Linked DNA regions of Pan troglodytes: region 2 is linked to region 1. A link is a contact called in public Hi-C data. All regions are on one chromosome and are shown on one strand. The core of a region is the stretch at or near the end of the contact, and the rest is flanking DNA. Distances in the headings are between cores, read along the strand shown. Region 1 holds the start of RBMS1 (RNA binding motif single stranded interacting protein 1). Region 2 has its middle 120 kb from the start of TANK.

Region 1 (2,509 bases), core at 4-2,503:
ACACCAGCGTAAACGTAGAAATCAGTAACCAGGTGAAGTGCCACACCGCACAAAGATCAGAGGCGAGGGGCGGGCGCTCAGGGCCGGAGGCGGGGAAGAAAATATCCCGGCCCCGCCGCCCCTCCAGCCCCAGTCATCGCGTGCGCGGGAGGTGGAGGGGCGTCCCTGGGGGGCGGGAGGCTCCGCGCCACGGCGAGGGGAGCGAAGAGTTACAGCTTACAGGGCGAGGCCCTTGGAGAAGGGGTCGAAAAGCCGGGCCACCAGCGGATCCAGACGCGCACACCAGGCGACGGCCGCCGGCCAGCCAGGGCTCGGCGAGGGGTGCCGCTCGACCCCACGACCCTCCCCGCTGGCCGGGCCAGGAAGGGGCTGGTGGCTCTTTCCTGTCTAGTCTCTCCCCCCGCGGCTTTCTGTAACCCGATCCCCGCACTCCGCTCCCAGGGAAGCCGCCGCCCCGCGCGCCGCCCGGCTCTGCCCAGGCCGGCGCTATAGTTAGCAACCTTCCAGCAACTCCGCCCGGGGGTGGCGGGGGCTCGCCGCGCGCCCCCCTCCCCAGGCCTGACCCTGCGCGCGTCCCCGGGCCCCCTCCTCCGGCCGTCACCTCTCCCCGGCGCCCCTTTACCTTGGCTTGCAGATACTGGGGGTAATAGTAGGTGGCGTACTGAGGGTACATCTGCTGTTTCCACACTTTGCCCATGAAGCTGGAAGGGAGCCTGCCGTGCAGGGTCGCGGACACTTTGGGGTTTCCAAGTCTCGGGCTCTCCTGCCTCTCCCTTTCCGGCGGCGGCGGCGGCGGCGGCTGCTGCTGCTGCTGCTGCTGCCGCTGCTCCACCTCCCAGCCGGGACCAGACGTCCTCCTCCTCCTCCTCCTCTTCCTCCTCCTCCTCCTCCTCCTCTTCCTCCTCCTCCTCCTCCTCCTCCTCCTCCTCCTCCTCCTCCTCCTCCCAGGCAGAAAGAAAGACACTGCAGAGCGCAGAGGGCACCCCGGACAGGGCGCTCCCAAGGAGTTTCCTCCCGGAGCCCAACTGCTCCGGGGCTGCCAAGGGCTGGCGCGCTGGCCGCGGTCCGCTCGGGCGAGCCGGCTGCGCGGGGCTGAGAGGTATCAATACAAGTGGAAAGTGCGGCAGCGGCGGCTGCGCTTGGTGCCAGGCGGCATCTGGGGTGGGTGCGCCCGATGTGGAGAGAGGAGAGGGGCTGGCGTTCCGAGGCCGTGGGGGAAGGGCGGGCGGGGGCGGGGCCTGGGCGCCGCCGAGCCCGGGACCCGCTGGAGGTGAGGGCTGAGTTTTAACCACTCCTCACCTCCCAGGCTCGCGGTTGGACGGGCGGAAGCCCTGTGAGTCCAGATCGCTTTGTGTCGGGGGTGGGGAAATGGGAGTGGGAGTGGGGGTGGAGGGGGAATGCGGGGGGACCCAGCTTAAGAACTGCAGGGCGGGCACCTCTTTTGCTTTCCCGAGTTTTTATCCTCGTAAGGGGGAGGGGAAATAAGGGAAAAGAGGAAATCTGATTAATCTTTCACTTCCCACCGCCCAGTAATTTTTTTTCACAAGGGAAGGAAAATGATTTAATGCCCAACAAAGCTGGAGTCTGGACACCTGGGTTCTGTTCCTCCCACCCGCCCCCGACCCGGGGCCACAAGACTAATCTAGGTGACCTTGGGAGGGTTAGCGTCCTTCGGTTTGGTTTTCCCAGATGTGAGACGTGAAATCATGCCCCTTGCACAAGGGGAGGCAAAGCACATACATACACACACACACACACACACACACCCCTCACAACAAATAGACGGATCCTTCTAAGAGGGGGATGCCGCAAAGAGGCAGAATGTTATTAGAGGACACAATATAGACATCAGCTTTTCTCTGCTTCTTTCTAATGCTGCCAGACAGTCTGTCAACTCCCACTCAGGAGCAAGGAAACTCCCTGAGTTTGGAATATTTTAAGGCCATTTTGAAAGTCACGCTGGCATATTGTTGCAGTGTGCTTCAGTGACATATAAAATCAATCTCTCTTTCTGCCTCTCTCCATCTCCTAATTGTCACAGCTCTAGACAGCCCCAGACCAGCAGTGGTTCAGTTCACTACATAACTAGATATAATTTAATGGAATTAATTGGTCCCCGAAGCTGCCTGCAGAAGACTTTTATATTCCAGCTCAAAAAGAGAGCTAATACCAAAATGTACATACGGATAGCATAGGTAAGCAAGCATCCTCAAATTAGGGTTCCGGCACATCTAATAAAATGTAATAAAAAACTGTGTTTGTTATTAAATAGACCTTGTTTACTTTGTCATTTTGGTTTTTGAAGAGTCTTTTGTTAATAGCACAAGGTAAATTAAACTCTACTGGAATGCATTATTTTGTTAAACAGTTATTATTTTTATATGATAACATTTTAAAATAGGTTTAGTAAGATGCTTTAAAACAATGACAAAATAAGGACCTGAAACCCTTATAATCGTTCTATGGTTTAGACAAATTTCTAGATCTTACATGTTTGACAAAAACAAAA
Region 2 (2,509 bases), core at 4-2,503, 470 kb after region 1:
TGAGGAGGAGTATGAAAAACCTAGTAGTTTGGATTCCAGTGTGTTGCAATAATTTTGAAACACTAAGCAGTATATTCTCCTTCCTACTTTTATCTCTCTTCACCTTCCATTCCACCTGTTCTAAGCTCATTGTCTGATAGAGGAGAAGATCACAGAAAGTAGAAAAGAAAGGAATCTTTTCCTGGCTTTGGACTTTCAAAAGGCGAGATGAAAGATTTAGAAGAAAATGAGATGATCCCTTGGTAGTTGTCCTCATTTATACCTCCATCTCCAATCCCTTCATCCCCTCAAAGCCAGAGAAGAATTCCCCAGGCCTGGGGGAAGGTTGGGAAAATAGGTGGTGGGAAGTGATGTGAGAGAAATGTCCTCCTGGAAGATGCCCTTCACCTCAAGGACAAGAGTAGAAGCAAGTTTAAAGCCAGCCCAGCCTTCACCCAAACAAGGATGTACATTAGGGGCTATGCTACCTGTCCATCCTTCCCACTGGCAGCTAGTGAGGACTTCCCTTCCACAGCATTCAGCACTTTGGCACTGGAGCGCCATCTTTTTCTGCCAAGTTACCACAGATAACTGCCCAGTCCAGTCCAATGGTTTTCAAACATTAATGTGCATCAGAATCACTTGGGGGGGCTTGTTAAGACACAGATGGTCAGGTTCCACCACTAGAGTTTCAGATTCAGCAGGTCCCAGGCGCAGATGGAGAATTTGCCTTTCTAACAAGTTCCCCAGTGATGCCAATGGTACAGGTCTAGGGACCACACTTTGAGAAGTGCCCTAGGCAATGCCATAGGACATTTTACTCAACAACTTTACATACAAGTTGTGGGACCTTAACCACATTTCCTATCCCCTCTGTCCCTCAGTTAACATATTAAAAAAAAATAGGTATATTACCTACCTCATACAGTTGTGGGTAAAGATTAAATGAGATGTTGCTAAAATATTTATCAAGGGAATTGGCTTATGGCACGTAATATTGCTGTTTATTATTATTTATAACAACACTTAATATAAGGCCTCTCCCCTAATTGTTTTTAATAAATGTTTTCTGGCTAGCTGAATTGTCACCAAACTTTCACAATCCCAAAAGAAAGTTGGGTAAAGCTACACACTCCTGTCCCCGCCTCTGTTCCCATGTCCATACCCTAACAATGACAGGACCAAGAAATTGCCCTCTGGTCTATCCTGCCTGAAGCCTGAGCATGTGTCCCTCTAAACCCCTCCAGACCCCGCTATGAAATATAAAGAATGTCAGCAGGCAGCAGGCCTCCATTGTTAAGAAGAGGAAACCAGGAGAGGCCGGCTCCCAAAGATGTGGTCCAGTAGGAATTCAGAATCGCCAGTATTCTTAGCTCCTGCTTATCTTGGATTGAGCCTTTGTTAGATTTGTTTGTTTGTTTGTTTTTAAAGCTAAGCAGTCTTGTGAAAAGCAGCTTCTCAGTAAACTATATAGGCACTTCCTGGTTACCCATGATATGAGAATAACCTCTAAACTATTTCCATTTCTGATCCGGGCTGGAAACAGGAAATGCACTGGGTACAGCTTTAAACAACAACAAAAAAAAAGGGACCAAAAGATAAACCAAATTGTCCCAGGGTTCAGAAGAGGTTTACGCTAAGCGTTAGAAGGTTCAGATTTAGTGAATCCTCCCCCACTTTCTGCCATTCCAGAAATTCCTTTTAGAGGAGGGGGAAAAAAAAAGTGAAGAGTTGTACTAAATTGCAGAGCACTGCCATCTTCAGGGCCAATGAGGAAAATTTCCCAGGGTCAGCCAGATAAATCATCTTCCTAAACACTTCATTGAAATATAATCAGATGGTTAAAAATTTGACAGCAGACAGACTGGAACAGATTTTTCTACTGTTTCCAATGTTTGAAAAGTCAGTAGACGCAGCTTTTTGTGGTGTATGAACATTTAAAAAAATATTTGCTGATTGAAAAGCCATTTACAATAAATAGGAAAGTTTAAATAGCTCAAACTGCATTGCCAAATGATGGGAGTAACACAGGCACAAACATATTGTTCAGAAAAAAAAATTCCTTAAAAAGAAAAGTATGAATCGAATGATTTAGAAATGCTGTTTGAACAGATGGTGTGATTAACAACTAGTGTGTTAGCCATCTCAGGAGCTTACAGAGAAGTAAACAAATGCAAGGGGAAAAGAATCACTTTATTCCCCCAAAGAGTGTTTAGTTCACTTCTCTATGAAAATTTAGAAGTCTGCATTTTGAAAGTTGGATATCCCTAGGGGATATTGGAAATAAGAAGTGACAGGAGTCTTTTTGGAGAAAGACCACATTAGGACAAATGCAGATGCTCCCCATACAGGCTGAGATGTACAGTCATCCAAAACGCTGGAGGCAGGTGGTGCTGTGCAGAACACACAAGCCATGGAGAAAGAGGGCTGGGTTCTCACCCTGGTTGTAGCCCCAGTTACCACTGGCCTGGAAGCCTAGCCTTGTTCTCTCTGGACCTCAGTATCTTTCTTTGGAAAGTAAGAGTAAGAA

The links. A called contact is a pair of places that touch in the nucleus more often than the background predicts.
Region 2: a contact with region 1 is called in a Hi-C map of stem cell-derived neural progenitor cells, with 4 times the contacts expected there. The contact joins the enhancer-like site here to the promoter of RBMS1 in region 1. A contact is called at or near these places in 2 of 7 Hi-C or Micro-C datasets (blood and stem cell-derived neural progenitor cells) and 1 of 1 datasets of contacts at active chromatin or transcription factors (stem cell-derived excitatory neurons).

What each region holds. Positions count from the first base shown.
Region 1 is chr13:62,543,459-62,545,967 of NHGRI_mPanTro3-v2.0_pri, forward strand. RBMS1 (RNA binding motif single stranded interacting protein 1) reads right to left here and starts at 1,254. Exons shown (of 14, transcript XM_009443570.5): 1 at 623-1,254. The coding sequence starts at 697.
Region 2 is chr13:63,012,423-63,014,931 of NHGRI_mPanTro3-v2.0_pri, forward strand. No RefSeq gene overlaps it. Among named protein-coding and RNA genes, the nearest start is that of TANK, 120 kb to the right of the region's middle. Within about 2 kb of position 1,254, at least 6 of the 24 cell types and tissues checked have an H3K27ac peak or open chromatin away from gene starts, as enhancers often do. A contact at or near this core is called in stem cell-derived neural progenitor cells, where this site is marked.